2 separate regions of the Salmo salar genome follow, and region 2 is linked to region 1. The links are chromatin contacts, called in public Hi-C maps. All regions are on one chromosome and are shown on one strand. Each heading gives the region's core, a stretch centred on a gene start, on an enhancer-like site or on the middle of the called end of the contact. The rest is flanking DNA. Distances are from core to core; before and after follow the strand shown.

Region 1 (7,090 bases), core at 1,949-4,448:
CTTCTCCATCCCTCTCTCCCCTCTCCATCCCTCTCTCTCCTTCTCCATCCCTCTCTCTCCTTCTCCACCCCTCACTCTCCTTCTCCATCCCTCACTCTCCTTCTCCATCCTCTCTCTCCTTCTCCATCCCTCTCTCTCCTTCTCCATCCCTCTCTCTTCTTCTCCACCCCTCTCTCCTCCCTTGCCCTCTGTGCTCCTGACATGGATAGACCTATTGATTTACAGCTGATGGCTTTGACATGACAGACAACCTGGACCCCACTGGGAGTAAAGATCTGCTTCAACCTCCAAAAGTTAAGTACAAACACACACAAACATGCTGATGGACACGAATGCTACCACACACACACACACACACACACACACACACACACACACACACACACACACACACACACACACACACACACACACACACACACACACACACACACACACACACACACCCAAACATCCCTTCAAAGCCCACAGACTGCGAAGAATGTTATGAAACCTACAAGGTGTGTGTGTGTGTGTGTGTGTTTGTTTTGGTGACGTCACAGTGGAGGGGTGTGTAGCATCACCGCAGCTCTGTGGCTGACCAGGGGAGTTCAGCGGATATGAAGCCCACCAAACAGCTCTAGTGACGGACTACTGTTAGCCACCATCCTCCTGACAGACACACTACCAGCCCAGACCACCTCTGTGTGTGTGTGTGTGTGTGTGTGTGTGTGTGTGTGTGTGTGTGTGTGTGTGTGTGTGTGTGTGTGTGTGGCTAGTCTTCAGAAAGTGGGTGGTACAGTAGGGGCAAGCAGATGGTAACAAACAAGAGGCTTCTGTTTATATGTGATATGTTTTATTGATGCTGGTGTTGCTTTAGAAGAGTGTGTTTGATGAATGTGTGTGTGTACTTCTTTGTGTGTGTGAAAGGTGTATGCATGTGTGTCTGTTTGAGTGTATTGGGCATGCTCCTGTGCGTTCATGTGTGTGCGTGTGTGTACTCACAGGTGAGACAGAGAGGCCACGTCACTGAAGATGCCGTCAGGAAGCTCGGAGATCTCGTTGCCATGGAGAGACCTTAGAGACGACAGACAGAGTGGGAGGGGATTAGGATTCAACTAGATCTGCTCACACCGTTCTGTTCAAACAGCCTAAATGTCACATCACAATTTGATAAAGTCGACTGCGTCGAGATTTGTTCAGAAGTTTCTGTAGTCAGACAATGCAGGGTCGTTATGTTAGAGTTACAGTTGCAGAGGCCCTGAGGTCTACAGGGAAAGAGGAGTGCATGGAGAGAGCTCCCGTGTGAATCAGTTAGCTACACTTCTCTCTCTAATGACTGCAGCTTTACTGTCTGTTTCTCTGCAGCAGGTCTGGGCAGGGGAAAGGTTGGCTCTGTGTCTGTTATGTGGGGCTCAGGGCTGGCTGGCAGAGACAGACATAGGGCTGCAGTGGAATCCAGAGTGGCTGGTGTTGGGTTACTGAACTGAGTACTGAGCAGAGTGCCTAGGCTGTGATTACCAGACAGGGTGCTAGGGTTCTGACAGTTAAAGGGGGGCAGTGAGGGTAGATGAGGGGGGTCTGTGAGTGAGCGAAGGGGGAGTTAGAACTTCTGAACAGTTCTTAGTGACTGTTGTAGCCGGCTACCACCCGGTACTCACCCTGCACCTGAGAGACTGCTGCCCTATGTACATAGTCATTGAACACTGGTCACTTTAATAATGTTTACATACTGTTTTACCCAGTTTCTATGTACACTGAGTGCACAAAAAATTAAGAATAGCTTCCTAATATTGAGTTGAAGTGGAATTAACAAGTGACATAAATAAGGGATCATAGATTTCATCTGGATTCACCTGGTCAGTCTATGTCATGGAAAGAGCAGGTGTTCATAATGTTTTGTACACTCAGTATATGTAATGTATTTTAGTCATGGCTCATCCTATATAACTTCTATTTTAGATTTTTTTCTGGATTATGTATGTATTTGTATTTATTGTTATTGCTAGGTAATAGCATTTCGCTGCACCTGCGATAACATCTGCAAATCTGTGTACTCGCCCAATAAACTTTGATTTGATTTTGATTTGCTGTCTGGAGTGGGGGTGGGGGTGGGGGGGGAAGGGGTCTGTCAGTGTCCCAGTGCCAGGGCTGCTTCTTTCCTCATCTTTCAATGAGGGGTTTTGGTGATGAGCCACTGGGCTAACCGATAGATATCACATTTTATTTGTCACATACGCCGAATACAACAGGTGTAGACCTTACAGTGAAATGCAAACCTATAAGCCCTTAACCAACAACGCAGTTCAAGAAATAGAGTTAAGAAAATATTTACTAAATAAACTGAAGTAAAAAAATGGAATCAAATCAAAAAGTGACTCAAGAAAATGACATAACAATAATGAGGCTATATACCGGGGGTATGTGCGAGGTAATTTAGTCGAGGTAATTTGTAAAGTGACTATGCATAGATTAAAACAAAGCACATGCGCGCACACATGCGCACACACACACACACACACACACACACACACACACACACACACACACACACACACACACACACACACACACACACACACACACACACACACACACACACACACAAGGCTTAATGGCAGTAAACACAAGGCTTTAATGGCAGTAAAATAATATGGCTGTACTATTTTGTCAGGACATTAGCAACAGTCTCAGTCTCTTTGGCTGAAGACCAGATACCTAGTTCTAATACCCTTGGCTACTGACCAAACTATAGTATTACTATACCTTCCTGTTCAGTACAGATGCGCTATCTTAATTTGATCACTCTTGTTGAAGCTAATTTGCCTGCACAGCATAAAATGCAAATTGTTTGGTATTCAAGTTTTTAAAAGACTTCTAATGTTTGTAATTTCCACTTTAAAGTGGCAGACTTGATTTATCCCAAAAATATACCAACCCCTACAAAAGTGTCCATTAATTATAATCCACGTAATAATTCACATTTCCTGTTTCTATAGGATTATTTTCCTGTTGTGAGAAACATGGTCAAATTAAGATAGAACATGTACTGTACTAACCCCTAGCTAGCTCTGTGCACTCCTTTAATGTATCCACTCTAACCCTCATACGCTATAGCCCCAGCTGACTGAACACTTATACCCCTTACGGTGAGGGTATGGGCAGGAGAAAGATTTGCAGTGGGCAGTTGGCCAGTAGCACTGTCTCAGAGAGAGAGAGAGAGATGAGAGGGAGGAGCGGAGCCAGGGAGTCTCTGTTACAGAAACATGATCTTTACTAACACACCGGCACACTGCTCTCCTGGCCTCCCTTTTTCATGTCGCTTCCTTTACCTCAGTTCTGAAATCTCTTTCTTTTTCTCTCAATTTCTCTTTCTCACCCCACACTTCTTGGCCACACCCTGGCACTGTCTTGACACACTCCCTTTACACCTAATACCCAACACGCACGCACGCACGCACGCACGCACACACACACACACACACACACACACACACACACACACACACACACACACACACACACCTAATACCCAGCACGCAGGCACACACACACACACACACACACACACACACACACACACACACACACACACACACACACACACACACACACACACACACACACACACACACACACCTAATACCCAACACGCACGCACACACACACGCACGCACGCACACGCACACACACACACACACACACACACACACACACACACACACACACACACACACACACACACACACACACACACACACACACACACACACACACACCTAATACCCAGCAGGCCAATTAGCAGCTTATTAATCCTTATCCAAAACCACAATAAACATCATACACAGGCACAGACACACGCACACACACGCATATATACACACACACACACACACACACACACACACACGCACACACACGCACACACCAAACCACATCCATGCCAGACCCAGACCCTTAGCCTGTTTGAAGCTGTGTGCACTAATGATTCCTAAATGTCTTTACTAGTCTGTAAAGCCGAAGGGTGTGTGTGTGTGTGTGTGTGTGTGTGTGTGTGTGTGTGTGTGTGTGTGTGTGTGTGTGTGTGTGTGTGTGTGTGTGTGTGTGTGTGTGTGTGTGTGTGTGTGTGTGTGTGTGTGTGTGTGTGTTATAATGAAACTTTTGGCACCTCAGTGTGCTTTCTGTGAAGGGGACACTAAAACCTGCCAACTTTGAACTCTGAACCCCTTTTAGAGTCTTACAGTTAAAACTATTAAACGTCTCGCCTGAGACACTTTCTGTCTCAGCCTCTCTATCCCTCCTCCCTTTCAGAAAAGAAAGAGCCAGGTACCAATTGACATTTTATAGGAGGGATTTGATTGATCAGACCAGCAGTAAAGACATCAAAGTTTTCTGTTTCATTTCTGACTCCTGTTCAACTGAGACAATAGGGTGGTCCTAGACAGAGAGGAGGAGTGTGTGTGTGTGTTCATGTGTGTGTGAGGGGGCGTCTGCATACTAACATAGGGTATAAGTTACAAATGAAGCAGACTTATATGGCGCGTGAGTGAAATGTACCAGCAGTCACGGTCATATAGCTTCATTAAGATCAAAGACAGCGGCTGGGAGCTGAAATACAGTATGAACTAATGATCATTCAGCTGCACTGTGATTCTGCTGGTAAAAACAGGACCAAGGCTTTGTGTTTCCTAATGATCATGGAGGCTGACTCTTATTCTGCAGTAAAAAGCAGCTTTGTGTAGTTCTTTGTTGTGAGCAGTGAAAGACTGCCTGGTAAAACACTTGGATGTCTGACAAGTCTGCTGCTGAACTGCATTTGCATGATAAGTAACCTTGACTTGAGGCTTGAAGACTTGCGTTAGCTCCCTGATAAGTAACCTTGACTTGAGGCTTGAAGACTTGCGTTAGCTCCCTGATAAGTAACCTTGACTTGAGGCTTGAAGACTTGCGTTAGCTCCCTGATAAGTAACCTTGACTTGAGGCTTGAAGACTTGCGTTAGCTCCCTGATAAGTAACCTTGACTTGAGGCTTGAAGACTTGCGTTAGCTCCCTGATAAGTAACCTTGACTTGAGGCTTGAAGACTTGCGTTAGCTCCCTGATAAGTAACCTTGACTTGAGGCTTGAAGACTTGCGTTAGCTCCCTGATAAGTAACCTTGACTTGAGGCTTGAAGACTTGCGTTAGCTCCCTGATATGTAACCTTGACTTGAGGCTTGAAGACTTGCGTTAGCTCCCTGATATGTAACCTTGACTTGAGGCTTGAAGACTTGCGTTAGCTCCCTGATAAGTAACCTTGACTTGAGGCTTGAAGACTTGCGTTAGCTCCCTGATAAGTAACCTTGACTTGAGGCTTGAAGACTTGCGTTAGCTCCCTGATAAGTAACCTTGACTTGAGGCTTGAAGACTTGCGTTAGCTCCCTGATAAGTAACCTTGACTTGAGGCTTGAAGACTTGCGTTAGCTCCCTGATAAGTAACCTTGACTTGAGGCTTGAAGACTTGCGTTAGCTCCCTGATATGTAACCTTGACTTGAGGCTTGAAGACTTGTGTTAGCTCCCTGATAAGTAACCTTGACTTGAGGCTTGAAGACTTGTGTTAGCTCCCTGATATGTAACCTTGACTTGAGGCTTGAAGACTTGTGTTAGCTCCCTGATATGTAACCTTGACTTGAGGCTTGAAGACTTGTGTTAGCTCCCTGAGCTAAAGGCTTTAGCTAAAAGGGCTAACAAGGCTAAGTCTTGTGTTGTAAATAAGATTCAAGCTCACACACTCCATTGCATACAGCCCATAATACTAACCTCTCCATCTGTCTCTGGCTGACACTCTCTCTCTCTCTCTCTCTCTCTCTCCATTGAGCCGTTGTACACAGCAGATGGCTTTTTAGTTTCCCCAAATTGATAGAGGAACAGTGACAACTTGGCCTAGGCTTCACTGTTTCCCATCTCTCCCTTTCTCTCCCTCACCCCACATCTCCCCCCCTCACTTCTCTCCCTCTATCCATCGAGCCAGACACATTTTGTCTAGGTCTCTCCTTTGTCTCTCTCTCCCATAACGTTGCTGTGTTTCAATTACAGTTGGAGTAAAGGAGTGACTGTATCGTTGGCAGCAGAGCAGACTTGCATCATCCCTCAGTCCATTCCATGTACAGTCACTTAGGCAAAATGTTGATCCATGAAACATCATATATTAGTATTATAGCATGTTGACAGGGGAAACGGATGATACATTCGTGCTTTTTATTTTACAAACAAGTTTTTTTTGCAGCCTGATCACCAAAACCTCCTCAACCGTCTTTCACTACCGTGTAGAAAGTACAGGACAAGACTTGAATATGGATATTTGTAGGATAAGAGGTGTTAGGGCTGGACTGGGCTGGGCTGAGCTGAGCTAGACTGGACTGGGTGGTGTGTGTCTTCTGAGATGCCCTAGCTGTTTATAGAGTGTCCAGAACAGCTCTACAATTCTCAACATCTGCTCTGTCCTCTACAACCACACAGCCTCACCAACACACACACACACACACACACACACACACACACACACACACACACACACACACACACACACACACACACACACACACACACACACACACACACACACACACACACACACACACACACACACACACACACACACACAATTTTACATAGAGTACATGAACACACGCACAAAAAAACAAACCCCCCCCCACAGGCATGCACACAGAGATGGGATAGGAGAAGGTGCTCACAGTAGTCGAAGGGAGCGTAGTCCACCAAAGGCCAGACTGGGGATGCAGCGCAGAGAGTTGTAACTCAGGATCCTGGAATGAGTAAGAAACAGTGATTATACCGTGTCATCAATCCCTCATGTTTAAAACACATCCTGGAAAACCAGAGTTGTGATTGTGTGTTCAGTGCTCTCATAGCGGACAGGTGGACTGATCAGTGCTTACAGTGTGGTGAGCTGGCTCATGTTGGAGAATGAAGAGTTGGTTAGAGAGTTGATCTTGTTGTTACTCAGATCTCTGGAAGAGACAGAACACACCGTTAAATTACACACTGACAAATAACACCAGGTACATTTAACGGCTGGTCAGGAAGACACACTCACACTAACTGGAGGTATTT
Region 2 (6,873 bases), core at 1,381-3,880, 140 kb after region 1:
CCCAGCGGGTGGGGGGGTTGACTTGTTCAATCATCCTGATGAATCACCCTATATACCAGCCCTGGATTACAGAGAGTTTATATTGTTAACTAACCAATTCATGAAGACCAAGAACCTTCTACATGACATACACACACGCACCACACACACAAGCGCACATTGACAGAAAGCTTTAAACGCTTGACTACCAAATAATAAAATCTGCACGGCATACGCACACACTGACAACTTAAAAGTCTAACCGCCAAAGAGGGAAAGTCTGCCAGACACACAGACAGAAGCATTTAGAGAGGCACAGAAATCCGTCCTATTTAGCAAGACGGTTTGAAGCATGAAATCACATTACAAATCCCAGGTATAACAGCTAGTATACATGACCTACACATGCATAAACTAACTGCAACACATAAAACACACTTCAGTTTAACTACGGTACACTCTCAGTGCATACGGCTGTTCATGTAAAAGGAAACCACAAAATCGTCATGTTTCCCCCTACAAAATATCCCAAGCGTGTGTCTGTGTGTGTGTGTGTGTGTGTGTGTGTGTGTGTGTGTGTGTGTGTGTGTGTGTGTGTGTGTGTGTGTGTGTGTGTGTGTGTGTGTGTGTGTGTGTGTGTGTGTGTGTGTGTTCTGTCTGTGAACATACAAGCAGCTCTGACACATGCATCCGCTACAAAAAGGTGTTCTTAGAAATGAAATATGGAGTTCATGAAATATGCAGCCAGCTCCCGCTACGCAAACGCTGCTTCTGACACAAGTGTTTCTCTCCTCTGCTCTCCTCTGTCTCTCTCCTCCATTCCCACAACATATTTTATTCATCTGAGCTATTCTAGAAGCTGAAACAGAACAATCTATTTCCCTCACCTCTCCTCTCCTCCTCCTCACCACTGATTTACCGATTAATATTTCAAAAGGAAACCCATAAAAGGAGAAATCTCTTTCCATTTCTCTCATCATCCCTCCACTTTCTCCTTCCTGGTACAAGACGTCTAGCAGATCTTCTCACAGGCAGGACACACTTAAGGAGCAGATTTGCTTAATTTTCTACATGATTTAACAATTTGGGGAGAGGGGGGCCTGCAAGAGGGAGGGAGGGCCGGTGCAGGAGAGGGAAAGAGAGAGAAAGAGAGGATCCAGTCTGCAGATAGTGAACTAACTATATCATCAGGAGAATACACAGTGTCCTGAAACCAACAGAATGTCGGCTAACATTTACATCTCGTCTAGAGGGAGTCAAATTAACAATGGATTATTTTAATAGAGAAGATTGAAATAAAAAACATGCAAATATGTAGTGAAATTCAGCTTATACCATAAATACATATGCCATACCACCACATCAAAATAGAAGTTTACTGATTTAATCATCTCACAGTAACATTTTTCCGCATAGAAAAGGGGAAATAGTGAAGATCAACAGTCAACTGTAGTAATTATATTAAACTGGAGCATTTCCACAGTTTGCGGGGAACATGTATACATGTATGTGTGAGCCTGTAGACATACACACACATCAACGGCAGGTATGTAAATTATGGACACATGAACGGCATACATCTGCTCCGGCTCTTTCCAGTCTCTCATGCCTATTTATACCTGACTGGAATGCTATGCACGCGCGCGCGCGCGCGCACACACACACACACACACACACACACACACACACACACACACACACACACACACACACACACACACACACACACACACACACACACACACACACACACACACACACACACACACACACCACTCAGGGCTATTGTTCTCTCTCTGTTTCAGCAAAGTCATGTGCGCCACCACACACACAGAAACAGACACACAGAGACATAGAACCACAGACAGGCAGACAAATACACACATATAGTAAAGAGACAGACAGACAGACAGACAGACAGACAGACAGACAGACAGACAGACAGACAGACAGACAGACAGACAGACAGACAGACACAAACAGGTATGGTATGGTACAGAAGTAAATACTTACAGTCTCTCTGTGTTGCGGGGTATATTCCGGGGCATGGTTTTGATGCCCAGCCCATGGCAGTCCACCGTGGTGCCACTGCAGGTACACAGGGCAGGGCACGCGCTGACATAGCCTGTCACCAGGGCACAGAGAACCAGCACACACACCCAGTACCCAGGCAACCTCCCCACGCCTGCCCCAGAACAAGCTCCTCTACCGGGCATGATCTCCACAACTGCAGCCTCCTGCTTCTCAAAACCTAGCTCCAAAAAAGCCTTTTCTCTTTCTTTCTCCTTCTCTCTGCAAAATCCCCAATTCCTGCTACACAGTACACGTTTTTTACAATCAGTGTGTAGGCTCTCGTAGAATGAGAAAGAAATCTCACTGTTACAACATAAAACAGGGCTAGAAATAAGTAATGTCCTCAGTTGGTAATGTATTCTGAAAGGCTTGATTTTCTTCTCTTTTGCTCTCCTTCTTTCCTTGCAAAGGGAACTATCCACCTCTCTCTTCTCTTTGTGGAGTTGTTCTGTTCTACACTCGTTCGCTCACGACTCTTCTCTCTCTCTCTGTCCCGCTCTGCTCTGCTTGTCTGACTAGGGGGAATGGGGATAGAGCAGAATGAAGAAAAGCCTATCTCTCTCTCCTACACACACAGCAGTCATCCATCACAAGGAGCTACAAATAGCAGACCCCTGACTCCACCCCTCCCCCTCCTCCTTCCCTCCTCACACAACCCCCCCCCACAGAACCCTGCCTGAACTCTCTCATTCTCTCTCATTCTCTCTTTTAGTCCCTCATTTTCTCTTATTCTCACCCTCACAACTCTCTCTCTGCCCTTTATTCTCTGTTTCATTCTCTCCCAGGCTTGCCTCCAGCAGCCCGTATAGAGCAGAGAGCAGTAACCTGTGTGACACTGTTCAACCCCTGTCCCCAGTATCACAAAGGACTGTGCACGTGTACATATGTGTGTGTATAAATGCATACATACAAAATGTACATTTATGACCACCTAATATAAGGACTTGGACATCCGTAGACTGTTGAAGTCCTTAGTGGTGGCTAGGAGGAGGTTAGTCTCCAACCTCTCTCCAAACAGTGAAATAAAGACCTCTGCACAGCTGACTGTGTCAGACCCTTCACTTCATCTCTTCCTGCATGCACTGTGGTGGAACCATCCCAGCGTAAACACTATAACAGAACCTGAAGAACCCTGGAAGCCCAATCTCTGGCTGACAAAGAAAAACAGAGGAGAAAAAGACAGACTGATGGAGATGAGAGATACGGTACAAACAAAAAGAGAAGTGTGTTCCGTCCTTCCTAGGCCCCGCCAGACACACGCACACGTAGTGGAGAGAGAGTGATCCATCTGGCCCAGTAAAAGCGTCTGTGGTGTATAGATCTTCCTAACATGGGTCCTGAACACAGGGGAGAGGGTGGTGTTTAGGGCGTCTCTCCCTGTCCCTCCGCTCTCTTACAAACACCTCTCTGTTTGTCCTAGATGTGGGAAGGGACGACACCAGTTTGCACTTAAGAGGACTAGCAAACAGCAGACAGTACCACAACTCATATAGGAAATAAAATAAGTCAACTGCAAGGCTCAGGCGCATGTCTCTTTTGTTTGTGTGGTAATTGTGAAGTAAGTTAGTAGTAACTAGAGTTTACCAAATGGAGAAAATAGAAGAGTTGTGTGAAGTTTTTTAATTATTCTAAAACACTACTATGTATCAGGGACGCAACTTTCACTGGGGAAGGGCGGGACATGTCCAACCCACAATCTAAAATTGCATTTTGGTCCCCCACAGTTTTATCATTGGAATGTGATTGGAATGACAAAATGAGGCAATGGTTTGCCTCCGAGTGGTCAGGTAGGCTGTTTGGAGTGTTTATCCGACTGGATAAAAAAAAATAAAAAAAAATAAAAGTTGTCTTTTTAAACCTTCTAAAACCACTTCTAAAACCAAAGTTTGGCATGGATGTGTGTCTGACTGAGAATGGGCCAAACTGTGTGGAGAACACATTCTAAATAAAACCCAAGTTTGACCTGGTAACTATATACAGTAGTGACCATTGGTATTTCCAGCACGGTCACTGCTGTCCTGTTGTGTATTTACAGGACCTGAGAGTGGCAGCAGTCCCCTGCTGGAGGTCTGTAAAACCTGTGTACAACATATACACGACACACACACATTAAGAGTCATGTGCACACACACACAGGTGCACAGCGTATACCTCTAATACCAAACATGCAACAACACAATCATGACTCACATTCCAACCACCTGCATTGTGGATAACTTCTGTTCCTTGTCCCTCTTCTTTCATAACCCTCTCCTTACTCACAACACTTCCAGCAGAAAAGTAAACTGCAGACAAAAATAGATACATTTTAACTTTTGCTCCTGGAATGTAAGGAAAGTGTATGATATCACACTTTCATAAACTACCAGGGACAAGATAAACACTCTTATTGAAATGTATATTCACCTTTTCTGAACATCTCAGTTATAGCAAAGTAGAGACAGAGTTTAATTTTTTTTTTTTACACGTTTCCAAGCTGAAAAATAATTGTGAGAAAAGATTTAACACTAAACATCTACTGAAGTGGTTTCAAGGCATCTTCACAAAAGGCTGAGCATTTGCATCTCAAGTGCTCCATCTTCTGGTTAAAAATTCAACTGCACTCGGTCACTGCAGACCGGTCATTAGTTCCAGACAGTTTAGCAGACAAAACCAAAGAGAACTAAATATTCACTAAATACCTGTAAATTAAATTAAATATTCAAACACGTACATTAAATAAAACCTTGCCATGTTATAAAATCTTCAATCACGGTCAATCTTCAGCATGACATCGTCTCAGTTTAAAACATTGCCTCTGTTATCAATATTTCACACAACCAATAACACATTTGACCACAGAGGAAATAAAGATGTTTGTTTCCTAGCTTCCCAGTAGCGCCGCTGTTGATAATCAATATTTCACACAACCAATAAGAGCTCCCGAATGGCGTCACTACAGACCCTGTTGCGATCCCGGGCTGTATCACAACCGGCCGTGATCGGCAGTCCCATAGGGCGGCGCACAATTGGCCCAGCGTCGTCCAGGATAGGGGAAGGGTTTGGCCGTCATCGTAAATAAAAATGTGTTCTTAACTGACTTGCATAGTTAAATAAATAATTTTACCACAAAGGAAATAAAGATGTTTCATTGTATTTTAATGGCAGTTTTTTGCATAGCTTCACAGTAGTGCCAATAATGACAGACATGCTATTGTACATGGAGCACATTCACAATTAAACAGCTTGACAGACAGAATTCTGATGCTCAATAGTCAGATCAGTAGAATGGAAATGCCGCCGACACTGAAATCTAAAGTTAATGTTGCCACTAGAAAAAGGAAATCGTGAAACAGATGTAAGTTATTCACATTTCCGTAAAAATGACAAATTCATGTTGGTAGAGGATTTGTGCGAAGATACGGTTGAATCTTGTCAGGATTTAGCACTCAATGTCTGACTGGTTTTGAAAATAGCTATAAACAGAACCAATGCAGATAGGCTATACCATGGATAAAAACATTTGATATTAAATAACAAATATTGTAACAGATTGCATAGAAAAACTTTTCTGTAACAGTATCAAAAAGAAGGACATAGATATTGCATAAAACATAAGCGGATAAAAAACCCCACCATTAATAGACATTTTGGTTGTAGTCTCAAAAAAAAAAAAAGTAAAAAATACAAACACAGTAAAAATGAAAAAAGTATTTAAATAGAGAGGGGGGAAAAAAAATAAAAAATCTGTGTTGACAGATTAAGACCGTGGCTAAAGAAACACTCCCAAACAAAGCAACAGTGAGTTCACACCAGTTGTAATAACAGCAGACCATTAGCTACTCCTACGGTCTCATTCACATCTACTAGGTTTTCCTTAACACATAACCAGACCAGGAAAACCAGTCATAGCCCTACATACCATGTTCCCAGACTTCACTCTCACTCATCTCTCCCTCCATCTTTCTTTCACACTCATCTCTGCTCAGTCTGAACACATTAGACGATGCTACTGCCTCCACAGCTACACCAACTGGAATACATTCAACTACCTCAATGGGACTTACAGGCTTAAATAAAGATTCAATTCAATATAATGCATCACACCTTAACTTTACTACTTTGCTAATATAATTTTAAGGCACTCAAAACACTTTGCTTAGCTTAAATGTGTAGTCAATCGGAATTTGACCATCCTTTGTAATTTACTACAAACCAGCGCAAACTCCCTATAGATCCAGCTTACTTCTACCTACCTGAGACAATGTTTGCCCACATGGCATGCTCTACACAGTAGTAACTAACTCAAAACCAATGCAAAAGTTTAAACCACAAAAATGTGGGTTTTAATTTGGTTCTCACTGGTTTTTCTAGTCATTCTAACTCCTACTTGACCAGAATGACCAAGGTGTACATATGTTGTCTCTTTCCAAACAGAACAAGGAAGAGATGAAAACGAATTCACTGGCCAAGCGTGGTTCTACTGCTTTTAAGACAACACATTACTTGGCTTGTAAATGACTTGCCTTTAACTACCTCAGGGTGTCTCCCTGTTCGTTAAAAGATTCATTTTAAAACCAAGTTAGAGAAATGTTTTTCAGAGTGAGAGGAAAAAGTTGTGGATGAGCTGAGCTGACTGCTAGACCGACGTCTCCTGCGTTGGCGAGAAGCACATCCTTTTAAGAGACGAGGAATCCTGAGAGAGAAAACAGAGAGAACAACCTCAGGTATTTCAGAGTTATGTCCGTTCTACCTAACCTTGGCGCCAAACCCATCCGACAATGTCACTCAAATAAACCCCATTGGGGAGAGTTGAGGGAGGGAGTTTGCCCTGTGGTTAGC

The links. Hi-C and Micro-C count contacts between places; a contact is called where the count stands out from the background.
Region 2: a Hi-C map of muscle shows a contact between it and region 1, with 7 times the contacts expected there. The contact joins the promoter of LOC106612875 here to the enhancer-like site in region 1. A contact is called at or near these places in 2 of 3 Hi-C or Micro-C datasets (gill and muscle).

Annotation. Positions count from the first base shown.
Region 1 is chrssa01:77,955,258-77,962,347 of Ssal_v3.1, forward strand. It overlaps LOC106612875 (slit homolog 1 protein), which reads right to left. Exons shown (of 38, transcript XR_001330387.2): 22 at 7,074-7,090; 23 at 6,916-6,987; 24 at 6,712-6,783; 25 at 985-1,056. Among protein-coding and RNA genes, the nearest start is that of LOC123744188, 24 kb to the left of the region's middle. Within about 2 kb of position 3,199, at least 1 of the 13 cell types and tissues checked has an H3K27ac peak or open chromatin away from gene starts, as enhancers often do. A contact at or near this core is called in muscle, where this site is marked.
Region 2 is chrssa01:78,093,645-78,100,517 of Ssal_v3.1, forward strand. It overlaps LOC106612875 (slit homolog 1 protein), which reads right to left and starts at 2,631. Exons shown (of 38, transcript XR_001330387.2): 1 at 1,993-2,631. It overlaps LOC106612863 (rho GTPase-activating protein 19), which reads right to left. Exons shown (of 11, transcript XM_014214449.2): 11 at 5,170-6,727. The coding sequence ends at 6,671.